Regions from separate parts of the Rattus norvegicus genome. Here region 1 is linked to region 2. Evidence: chromatin contacts called from public Hi-C data. All regions are on one chromosome and are shown on one strand. The core of a region is the stretch at or near the end of the contact, and the rest is flanking DNA. Distances in the headings are between cores, read along the strand shown.

Region 1 (6,197 bases), core at 1,520-4,019, 110 kb after region 2:
CTTTCCTTTTTTTGGTTGTTTCTTAAATTATTATTTTTCACATGAAATCATACAGATCAATGATTATTATGAGTGTGGTTTAGAAATTAAGGTTTCAAGCCTTCCATTATTATTATCTGTAACCTGCATCTGACTTTGTCTCCTGAAGTCCTGCTTGCCCAGTGGATAAGATGGGAATAATTATAGTATACACTCAGTTTCAAGGGTGGTCCTTGGCATAAGACTCCCAGGAAACATCAGCCATTGTTTGCAAAGGTGAGGTGAGGCTTTACTCAGCTTGCTTAGTAGAAATGAAGCAAGTATTATGTAGATTCTGGAAAGTAGATTGCCAGGGGCAGCGATATCAAAATGAAAGAATCTCAAAAATATTATTGGACCATTTGACTGTTCAGAGTTTTTCCCCTTAATGCCACAAGTTTGTGTGTGTTAGGATGTGTGTGTGTGTGTGTGTGTGTGTGTGTGTGTGTGTGTGTGAACATTTGTTCACTGGCCTTTATGCATACCAACGTATACATGTGGAGGTCTGAGAAGAGTCTCTCTTTGGGTCCTAGACTTCTTCTTGTTTGAGACAAGGTTTCTGTTAGTTATTATTATGCTGTAGATGAGCTGGCCCAGAAGCTGCCAGAGATTCTCCTGTCTCCCCCTCCCATCTCACTATAGGAGCACTCCACTACAGATTGGGGTTACTAAATCCAGTTTTAAGTAGATTCTTAAGATTTGAACTCAGGTCCTTATACTTATTCAGTAAGCAAGCTTTTTACCCACTGAGCCATCTCCACAGTCCCACACACATATTTTTAGAGACCTGCACTTTCATGCAAGAAAGAAATAAATGTGTTAAACAAAAGACAGAGAAGGGAACTTGAAGTACACACTAACTATGTTAAATATCTCTGATGGGAGATACATTCACCTGTGAAAGATGGCATTACAGAATATACTTGCACAGAAGCTCAGTCACATTTGGTGGAGCTTCTGTAATGAACTTGAATTTGGTGTAAGTGAGCAAGGAGAAGCTAGCATGGAAGTATTTCCTGTAGAGAGAGGAGCTGCGCACAGAGCTGCCTTTAGACAATAGATGCCTGTACTGTCCAGATTTGACACTCAGAACGCTAAGGCACTCCACCCTGAGTCTTGGGGGTGTCGGTCTATTCACCATGCGCTATACTAAAACCTATACTGAAAACGTTTAACACATTTGCTATATAATATTTCCACTCTGAAAAAAATTACATATGACATTTGCCTGTGGGAGAATCTCAGGTAATAATTAGAAGATTACTTTAGAAAATTCATGTTTTGAGAAATGATATTGAAGACTTATAAACATGTGAATAATGAAAACACAGTATATTAAGATTGTTCTTGATGAAAAATAAATACAATGTAAAGATATGTGTAAGTTTTAAAATGATATTTTTTCTACATTGTTGCACAAAATAAAAGTCTTGTTAAAATTATGTACAGACTACAAATTTATCTGATGTCATTTGATAAGAATCAAAAGAGTACATGGTATTTAAGTGCACAGATTAAGTTCTTTCAAAATGAATTATGTATATTTTCCTGGAATACATTATTGTTGTACTTCACTTTTTTGAGGCAGGAGCTCTTTGGTCCAGACTGTCCTGGAACTCTCTTAGGCTGGCATGGAACTCAACTCTCCTCCTGTCTTAGTGAAGTGTATTTTCAACCAGCTCTCGTCTCTGGTTAAAAGCTACCATTTTCCTGCCATTACTCCCAAGGTAAAGTGTAAACAAATCATTGTTTAGATTTAGATACAGGAACTCTCAGGCGAAATCCCTGACCTGGCCTTTTGCCTATAAATTATATCCTGAATTATACTGAATTATGAATATACAAATTATACTCAGTATATCCTCTTCTAAGACTAGTTCCAACACAGTTTGAAATGCTTTTTTTTTTTAAATAAGGTTTTCAGTCTAAAGGAGTAATGTGGGGCTCCTAGGAAGCAGATTTCAAGTCTTCAGATTCTGTGGTCCACTCTGTCTTCACTTTCTTTGCAGTGGTCTTTTATCCAGAGCTGGACTTAAAACAGCTAACTTTCCTGGAAAGTTTCACAGGTCACTTGTTAAACTTAACAGGTGACTTGCAAAAGGTTTCCTGGGGCCAAAAAGGGAAAGGCAGTAGAAGAGTAGAAGATGCTCCCTTCAGCAATAGGCAGCAAGAACCTCACGGAGGGCGGGGCCGCTCTGCAGCAGGAGACCGCGAAATGTCGGAGCCGGAAGGGCGGGTCTCGGGGGCGTGGCCTAGCCGGGTGTCGGCCGGCCTGGCAAAGGCGGGGCTTTCAGTGGTTGGTCTGGAGGGGCGTGGTCCACTCTTAGTGGGCGTGTCTCTCCGGGCGCGGGCGGGCGGGAGTGGCTGGGTCGGGGCAGAAGTGAGACAGCGCAAAGGACCATGGGAAAGGTGCCCCTATGACCCCGGCGGAGAACAGTGTCTGTTACCAAACGTGTAGCAGTTTTAGTGAACAGGTGAGGGGACGGAAGGCAGTATCTGAGGAAAAACTACGTAAGAACCCTTTCGCCGGCCCTAAGCCCGGGCGAGAACTTGATTTGATCCCGTGGTCTCTCCCTTTCTGTCAATCGACCCCCCTACCTTCTCGCCTCTGGGGCTCTGTGAAGATGGTGAAGAGTGGCAGACTAAGTACGCCAGCCTGCGAAGCTCACAGGCACAAGGCAGTTGGCCGTGTGCGCTTGCGCGCCGGTCGAGGCAGGGCGGGATGGGGCGTCTCCCGCCGCGTGCTGGAGGCGGGGCCTAGGCTGGAGCGCCGCGCCCGCCGGCTGACCTCGTTGAAGCCGGCCCGTGACGTCACCCCGCCGTGACGCGTACGCAGTAGGAAAACTGTAAGTTTGGCGAGGATCCTGCGGCTGCCTGGCTTGCGGGGCTCGCGGGGCCTGCGGGCTGCTCGCTGTCGCGGTCCCGGTGTTGATCGCGGGCACCGGGAAGCCTCGGGACACACGGGAGCTGCCGAGCGTGACGCCGGGCTGGTGGCCGCCCCAAGTGGGAGCGCGCCCTCCCGGCAGCACCAGCTTATGGAGGCGAGGCTGTTCCAGAGCCTGGCCGGCTCTTTTCCCACCGGCCTGTGACAGCCAAGAGCGGGCGACTAAGGCCTGGGAACCGGGAACTGGCGAGGCCCTCCTTAAAATTCTTTGATAAAAGAGATGGGATTTCCAGAGTCCATTCTCATCTTCCAGTAGGACATGCTTGGTCAGTCTGGGATGGAGAACCCCTTCGAAGACTAGCTGCCCAGTGTTCACCTTTCCTTGGGATCCTGCAAATGCCCAGGTCTCTGATGACAAATTACATCCTGTGTTGCCTTGCCTCAAGCCTTCTTTATTTTCATTTCCAAAGGACCGAAATGTCTTGAAACCCTGTGAGCTAAACTAAGCTATGTTATCCTACACAACGGTTAAGACAACATTTATTATTCTGAGGAGTGTGGTAACTTGTATGTAAGGATCTTTCTCATGGCTTTACCTCCCACACACACCTACCCCAACCCATTGGATCATGACTTTTGAACCTGAAGATATCTCAGCTACAGTAATAGTTGATCAGGAATCAATAAATAACTGGTATCACTATCACAGAGATCTTGGCAATACTTGTTCCCCTGGTCTGGCTATTACAGAAAAGTGTTTTTAGCAACCCAGAACTAATATACTCAACACAAATGCGTAGATTCAGCTTGTCTGCCTGTATGGTTTAAAAATCTTGCCTTCAGATGAATGAGTTAGTTATAACATTGTAACACTTCTCCAACTCTGGTACAGTACTTCTCAGGAACGTTGAAGGGAATATACACACCCTAGGATGGACTTATATAGTAGATTAATTAAGAGGCCACATTTTTGTGACTTCAGTGGAGAGTGTTAATATTCTTACAGAGGACCGACCCCTTGAATAAAAGCAGGACTTCTAAGTTTTGTTCTCCTGTTAGTAGTTTTCCAAAGACAAGTTGCCTAAGTCTTAGAACTGTTTTTAAAAGTCTGTCTCTAACCTGGGAGATGATAGTATAGCTTTTGTTAACATTTACAAGGATCAGATGAGACTTTGAGGGAGAGCAGCTTTCTAAGTATGGCATTGTTGTTTGCATCAGACCCTATCCATGAATCAGACCTGGAAAGAACTCTGTCTCAGGACAGTGGAGAAGTAGACACAAACAATGGGCACACAAAGTTGTTTGTGTGTGGGGAGGGGATGTTGGCTTGTTCTAGGGTGGGATAGGAGCACATGAGGAGCATAAGTGGTGGCATTCAAGCTCCCTGGGAGGCCAAGGCAGGAGAAACACAGTTCAAGAACTGCTGTGATTTCAGATGGAGTCTAGGGCCCACCTGGGTAGAAATAGGACTGGGGAATATATAGCTAGTGGTAGAGCTCCTACCCTGGCTTCAGTCTCTCTTTGGGTGTGGTGGATGGAGACAGGATAACCATCTGGCCTATGAAGCTTACCATATACAAGGTACAGTTCTAAACACTGAATCTTTTTAGCTAAGAAAAATACCTTTGTTTTTGTAGATTAGGAAACTGGCACACATGTTAGATGTGTACTCAAGCTAAAAGCTTAAGAGACTCAGAGTCTTGCATATTTTTAAATTTACATTAGGTTTATTTGGCATTGTTGTCATTTTTTTACCATTTGAATTTAGGTCATCTGATTTAAGAGGCTGTGTTCCAAATGACTATTCTGTCTCAGAGCATGGTAAGGATGGAGAAAGAAAGTGTTGGTCTGTAACCTTGAACATCCGATAGGCTCTGGGAGGTCTTGGAGTCTGTGGCAAAGTAGACATTTTACTCTGAAGTTAATGGAAAGCCCCAAGACAGTTTGTGTCATAGGCCTGGCATCTGTTTTCTACTCTACTCTATGGAGAATTAACTGTAGAGTCATAGAGTGGTGGAGGTGTCCTGAAAATGGGGGTTGGAAGGGAGGTGTTGCTGTGCTGTACTGAGAAGGGATATGGTGTGGTACCTGAGGCTGGTGGAGGCAGTTGGGGAGGTGACATTAAGAGGTGAAACTCATAGACTACTGACAGGACTTACTGATGCCCCAGGGATGCTAAGGAAAGGAGAAGGAATGGCTCTCAGGGTTGGGGTGGAAGAACTAGAATAGTGGTGCTGTGTTCTGAGATGAGAGGTTGGGAAGAGAAGTAAAAGTCTAGTTCTTAGGTTTTAGATGCTCATTAGATGTAGTAATATGAGTGATAGTAACAATAGTAATTAGCATAATGAATATATAAACTATATTTCTGGCAAGGTTTTAAGTATTTTTACATATATTCACTTAATCCCTAAAAGAGTTTTATGTCCTAAGAACTTACTGTTTACATTTCTCAGATGAGAAAATGGATGCATAGTCATCTGGTAGGGCAGGCTTCTGACCACTTATCTCAAGTCTCTGCCAGTTGCCATGAGGTTATGAGTGTTGGAAGTGGGATTCACACCCAAGTGCTCTAACTTGAGAGTCCATGCAGGTTCATGTCTGTAATCTATCCCATTGTGCACATGTTGAGTAGATATGAAATGACTGTGGTCAGGGATGGAAATACATATTTTTGAAAAGACAGTTCTTTTCTAATCCTTGGTTGATAACAAGAGGCAAGAGAAGGAACTAAAACTGTGGGAGCTGCCTCTTCCCTATCTGACTGGATGTTTGCAGCTACCATCCATTCCTCTGTCTCTCATCCCCACAGGATTGTGGGTTCAGGGCAGGTGAGGTTTACTGCCTTGTTCACATCTCTAGCTCTAGTCTCCTTTCATTGACTCATTCGCAGCTGGTAAGAGTGACTTTACATGAAGTATATATGTTGATTAAGTTTGGGGAACTTGGAGATGAATAAACATGATTCTCTTCCTGGAGGAGCATAGCATGAGGAAAAACCTGTGGGGATAGCATCAGAGTAGAAGAAATGCATAAATACATTGCTGATGAGCTCATTCTGACTTCCTACACCGTTTCTGTGTCCCACATTTGAGAGATGGGTGTGAAAAAGGCAAAGGAGCAAGAGAAGGCCTATGCAATTGCATGATGGATTGGAAGCTCCCCAAGAATCCTTTTGAACAAAAGAACTACTCAAAGTCTTGCATATTTTACTAAATCTGTATTAGTTTTATTTGGCATTGATAAAATTTTTACCAAATGAAATAAATTCTGATATTTGACTATCTTTGTGGAGTGG
Region 2 (6,311 bases), core at 3,134-5,633:
ACATTCTGAGATGCTGGGAAAAGAATTCTCTTGTGGGCAGGATCAGCAGATAAAAGCACTTGCTGACAAGCCTGATGCCTTGGGTTTTATGCCTAGACTCATATGGTAAGAGAAGTGTCACGATTCCCACACATTCTTTGCTTACTTTCTGGTTGGTACACACACACACACACACACACACACACACACACACACACACACAAAAGTAAATTTTAAGAGATGGTTTTTATGATCCAAAGTTACTGATATCAGAAGGTAGTTTCGGAGGCCTCTGAAATGAGTGTACAAATCCCCCAGGTACCCAGAGCAGTGGAAGCTGGGTAGATACATCTTGCCTTGAGTGAAGAATGAAAGACTTTTGTTTACTTATGACCAGTCTAAGACAAGTGGCCTAGCCCTTCCATTGTAGCTCAAATTGCTCAGCTGTGTTGAGATTAGGTCTCTGGCTATGTATTCTAATGTTAAATACTGGCTCCCAAGGTCTGACTGTCCCTAGAGACTGGACTAGAAAGTCTTCACCCATACCCACACCAAGTGATACTATGTAACCTGGCTCCGTAACTTAAAGCTGGTTGAATAAAAATGCCTACAGCCTATAGCTGGGCAAAAGAGAGGTAGGCAGAGGTTCGTTCCCAGGCAGGGAGTCTGAGGCATGACCAGGAGGAAGAAGAGGGAGGTGGAGGGAAGATCCCTTGGGGTAAGTGAGTCTTGAAGACATGGTCATGAGGGCTGGCCTATTGGAGTTAAGAGTGGCCCAGTTGGAACATGGCAAGTTATAATTCAGGATTATTGATAGGGAAGTAGACATAATAGCTTAGAGGGCAGACATCTGCCCAGGTCTAGTGCTTTAACAGCTTATTGTAAATATAAAAGATTGTGCGTCTTCTATCTGGGAACTGAATGACCAAAGGTGGGGTAGAAACCCCAATTGAGATTAAATAATTACGACAACACTGCTCTTTTTCCTAGAAAAGCAGGTAAGTTAGCAGATTCTACTAGGCTACCAGTGTGCGTGGCCCCCAGGAGGCCGTACCTTAAACACAGCTAATTGCTCCTCTCTTTCCCTTTCCTTCCAAGCACCATCCTTCCCAATTGATGGTCTTGTCAGGTTTCCTAGTCTCTGCTTTCAGACTAGCCAGACAAGGCCCCCGCTTTGCAGCCTTGCTCATGCCTTTCTCACGGAGGGCCACAGAGGCACCGGCACCCGCGTTTGGCGTGGAGGCGTGGAAAGCCAGGCAGCATGGGGAGATGATTCAGCTCAGGCCCTGTGAGAGCCTGAGTCAGAACAAGTGTTCTCTGGGCTGTGTGCATTCTCAATTAGGTTAGGTTGTCTCCCTCAGGCTGCGCTCATGATTGATTTAGCCCATGCCAAGGGAGTCGATCTTGAAGCAACTGCTTATCAATAAACAGTTGGATGGCAGACTATTTGCAGAAGTGTTTTTTCTCTCTTCCCTTTGAAAACATTTAGAATCCCCCTGGATCTTTCTATTGAAAAGGCAACTATTCAAAAATGTTAAGGAAATGTCCTCAGTGTTGGGCAACTGTCTTTTCTGTTGTATTTTCTGTTGCTGTAATAGACTGCCTTCTGCTGAGGAACCTATGAGGAACAGAGGTTTATTTCCCAGTGTTCTGTGGCTCAGAGCCTGTCACTGTGCTGGGGAGGACCTTCCTCAGTGCCACAGCATGGTAGAGGATGTCATGCAAGGCTCATGATTTATCAGAAACTTAGTTTGAAATATCAACCTCACAGCTTTAAGCTGGTCAGGGTCCTACTTCCAACTTTTCAGCTTGGGGGTTGGGGAGAGGGGAAGGGGGCATTCAACCCCCCCTAGCAACTTTGTCATTTAATGGCCAGTGGCTGCCTTCTTGGGCTTCCCTCTCTTGTAATATCAAATTTACCCACTGTGTGTTTGTAGGTACAAGTATCAGTGGCCCCAAGCTGAAAGCTCTGATTTGAATTTGAGGTTTTTCTTCTTTATTCAGGTCACAAGAATCTTCTTTGATCCTTCATGTATGGTCTCTGAAAGATCTAGAATGAACCTTACACCCTTCTAGCTCAAGACCCATTTGCCAGAAACACATTCTTTCTTTTTACTACTGGACAATGGTGGCCTGGGGCTGAACCTCTGCTTTTGTTGGCACAGTCAGAGATTGCTGCCTTGGGCTCCATGCCAGGCTCTTAACACTCAAGAAGACAGTGGGCAAGCTACAGTGCTTGCCTTGTGGAACACTAAGGGAGATGGTACGGGCAAATGTGGGACTGTTGTCTAACCATGCCATTTCAGGAGTAAGCTGTTGGGTGGTGGTCTTCTGGGGTGAGTGTCAGCATCAGGGAAAGCAACTGGGAGGTGGTGGCTGTGTGGCTTTGAAGATAGAGGAACTCACCAACACATCTACATTGCAAGTGAATGGCAAGGCCCCTTGCTGTCTGCTCCCCTTCCTGCCCATACTCTTTTCACTTAAGTTCTGTGGACTCCCTAGCCCAGCCTGCTCCTGGGAGGCCGCTGTGCTTTCTGTAACCACAGGATTTATTGGATACTGTCTACCCTTTAAGTCCATGGTAGCTCATCTGTGGGACTGTACATATGAGCACTGTGTCTTCAAAGCTCTTACTTAGGTCCACAGGTTCCAGTCACCTTCTCTAATAAGGTCACATCTGGTCCCTTTATTTCCTTCTATTCATAACATAAGCTTTTAGAGTGTGACACTAATGTTCTACATAAATCACACTAGCATCAAGTACGATTTGGCTGTCTATAGGTAAAAACAGCACAAAGAAAAGTGTCAGGATTCTCCCCACGTACTTCTCTAAAGACAGGAAATGGTGTGTCACAGCCTTGAACGGTGACAGGGAAGTCAGTAAGTCAGGTGTTCACCTGCTTTAACCAGCATCCTTATGTCTACACTTTGCTGCATCAGTGTGGCTTGTCACAACTACGTCAAGACTTGGTTCTTTAGGTGAGTTTAGTGCTGCTTAGTGCTATGTACGCTTGGGTGGGTAGAGTACAGAATGCCTAAAAGCTACTGCGAGATTTTTCTATTTTAATACTGTGAGAATATGTCCATTTTTGTGTTTCAGTAGAATGATGGCCAAGTGGAGTTGGGGATGTGGATCAGAGGGCAAGAACATTTGCTCTGCAAATACAAGGACTTGAGTTTGAACCTCCAGTACCCACATAAAAGCCATGGATATCTGTAACTCTTGTGTTGAGGGGTGGAATTGGAGGATCCCAGGAGCTTGCTGGCCAATCAGCCAAAACAGTAAACTTCAGGTTTAGTGGAAACCCTGTCTCAGGGCAATAGGTGGAAAGAGAGGGGTAGACTGTCCCTTTTCTGGCCTCTGATGCACACGCACATATACATGCTTCAATCTTTCTGTCTCTGTCTGTCTGCCTGTCTCTCTTTCACACACACACACACACACACACACACACACACACACACAAGCACATAAACACACATGTGCACATGGTGAAGGAAGAATAGTTAAGGATGTAAGATAATAAGATAATAATGGCCTTATACTTGTGTCTTATATGGTAGGCTTCACATGGAAATACCCACCACTTGTTTTGAGACACCTTCCTGAGTCCTCTGACCTGCTCTGGCCTTGTTTTTGCTCAGTGTGTCTCCTCATAGCTCTAGAGCAGCATGTGTCATGGGGTACTGTGGCATAGCTTACACCTCTGACTCCTGCCTCTTCACAGAGCTGAACTCACTTTGAAGATTCTCAGATGAATGAGAATACATTGTTTCTGTATTAACTAGCTGATGAAATCTGCTGTATTACTTTTTTATTGTGATAAAGAAACATAAAAGCCAATAGCTAAAGAAAAATTCAAAGGAGAAAGCTTAAAATTCTGGATGACATTTTCTAAACTTTTCCTCCAAAATCTTTTATCCGTAGGACGGATGGCAACAAACAGTCATATAAGTTTGGGCCAGCGCTTTTGCAATGATGTAAAGTTGCTGGACTCCTGCCTTTCCACAGAGTTTTAAAAGAAGTGGTGTTCCAAGCTCAAAAACATGCGGAGCAAATAGTTACTGTGTGAATTATGGAGTAATAGGCAAGTCTCTGGGCATCTTCTTCTTCACCCTTAAAGTTAATCTCTGAGCTATGTGCTGTAATAATGGATCCAATTGAAAAAGTATTTCTGGCACTAATGCATAATGCATAAAATATGTGCATGCAATCTGAAGGCTGAAAAATCGACCATTCTTTAGGGTAAAAGAATGATCTGAAACTTCTTGCCTCTGGGGTTGGGGGGAGCATAAACAGCTATGGGCTTAGCTGAAGACTGACTGCTGAACTGTTCCATGAAATATGAATACTTTCTGTGGCACTCCACATGCCATTTCAGGGTGAGTGATGGCTTCTCAGAGAAACACACTCACCGCATAAAGTCAAGTGTTACACACTGACTGGAAATTGAGGTTGAAGGGCCCCTTCCCTATTGGTTACTAAACTGGACTTTAACCTCTAAGAAAGGGCTAAAATGATAAACAAAACTTGGTATCTATGGTAACATGCATAAGAAGGTAATTACTTTTCTTTACATTTTCAAATTTCAGAGTTTAATAGCATAGTATATGCATCGCCTCAGGCCCACAGTTCCTGCAGTTCATCATTAAGAATCAGAAAATGCCCTCTCTGCCAGTCATTATTACTAATAAAATGCAACTTACAAGCCCTGTGAACAAAAGAGTTTCAGTCAGTAGGCAGGAAGGCATACCTTGACTGTGTAGGGCCTTGGCATAAACAGCAAGGACCCTGGGGCCCCTGGCCCAGGCATTTGTCCTGAGAGCCATGTTCATTGGGAAGCTCTTTCACTAATGGTTAATTAGACTCAAGAAATAGCTCTGTTCTTTCAGGTAGCAGACCAGAAGAAAGACCTAAAACTATGTCCTCATAAGAGCACTCCAGCTTCTGTAGGAATTTTGCAGGAGCAAGAGTTGTAGGTGAACCCAGCACCTGTTAATTCTAGCTCACTGCGGAGCAGGGGTTCTCAAACTGTGGGTCTCGACCCCCTTTGAGTCCCATATCTGATATCCTATATTTCAGATATTTACACTGTGATTCATAACAGTAGCAAAATTACAGTTATGAAGTAGCAAGGAGATAATTTTATGCTTGGGGGTCAGCACAACAAGAAGACTATAGTAAAGGATCTCAGTATTAGGAAGATTGAGAACCGCTGCTATAAACTTGCTCTCTGATATACCAATTTGGAAATCTGGGCTTCTATTGTTTTTTTTCCCCCAAGAAAGACAAGAAATTGGATGAGTATGTTGGCACACAGGGGAGACTTACTTACACATCTAAGATTCTTTCTGTACAGCATCGTTAGCATTCATTTAATATGGACAGAAAATTCGCCCAGGTGAAACTGAAACCTTTTCTCTGGCTGTAAAGATCTCTTCCCCAGCCCTGCTGCTTGGCTGACATCAGGCAGGTGTAACCTCTTGGTCTCACCTGACTGCTTTGATAACCCTGTCCCCAGATGACTTGTGTGAATGACAGACGAAATCTGTTCTGAAAACTAGAGCTAATCTAGGAAGCGCTAAATTTAGACTGGCTTTTCCTTCCGAGAGAGAATTTGTTTGTAAATCAGTTTTTGGAAAGGAAAGCAAACATTTTCCCACAGAAACACTGCAGTGCAGCTACACAACCAAACTCTAGGTGGGCGATGATGCTTTCACTGGGGAAAGCTCCTCACCACTCTTCACCAGGAAACCAAGGCTGAGAGTAAATGAATAGTGATGGTTGCATATAAACTACTCCTTCATACCTCACGTGGACTAGCCGGAAAGTGCACAGGCATACTTCCCTCACATCTTTCTTTGTATTGTAGTTTCTGACTCATCTGTGTCACAGACAAGGCAAAGGAATCTTTACAAAATGAGACGGAGCCAGTGCGGCAACAGTGGGAAGAAAGCTGGGTTTTCCTCCTGATTATCAGAGATAATGTTATGCTCCTGACACACCTCTGTGGGACTGTCAGGACCACAATGTGTAATGGTTTCCTAGGAAAATAGTCACACTTATCCCTCATGGGAAGAACTACCCAGTTGCTAAAGCTTAGTGGCAAAGAGACATTCCCCTTACAGTTCTGACAAGGCCACCCCAAAGCATAAAGGACCAGCTTTTTCTGCGTAAAGGCCTTTCCTAAATATGGTGTTTGTACTTTGGGGACAGCCAGCACTTAATTTAGAAAGTAGGACAACTTGGGCAGGCTAAAGGTGAACTCTATGGAGTATAGACCAGGAAGTTGAAAAAGACAACATAAACAATACAGCAACATTAGACACAG

The links. A called contact is a pair of places that touch in the nucleus more often than the background predicts.
Region 1: a Hi-C map of Schwann cells shows a contact between it and region 2, with 2.6 times the contacts expected there. The contact joins the promoter of Zfp438 here to the enhancer-like site in region 2.

The regions. Positions count from the first base shown.
Region 1 is chr17:57,118,868-57,125,064 of GRCr8, forward strand. Zfp438 (zinc finger protein 438) reads left to right here and starts at 2,770. Exons shown (of 5, transcript NM_001107358.1): 1 at 2,770-2,864. It overlaps LOC108348574 (a long non-coding RNA gene), which reads right to left and starts at 2,730. Exons shown (of 3, transcript XR_001841939.3): 1 at 2,617-2,730.
Region 2 is chr17:57,007,023-57,013,333 of GRCr8, forward strand. No RefSeq gene overlaps it. Among named protein-coding and RNA genes, the nearest start is that of Zfp438, 110 kb to the right of the region's middle. Within about 2 kb of position 4,384, at least 5 of the 93 cell types and tissues checked have an H3K27ac peak or open chromatin away from gene starts, as enhancers often do. A contact at or near this core is called in Schwann cells, where this site is marked.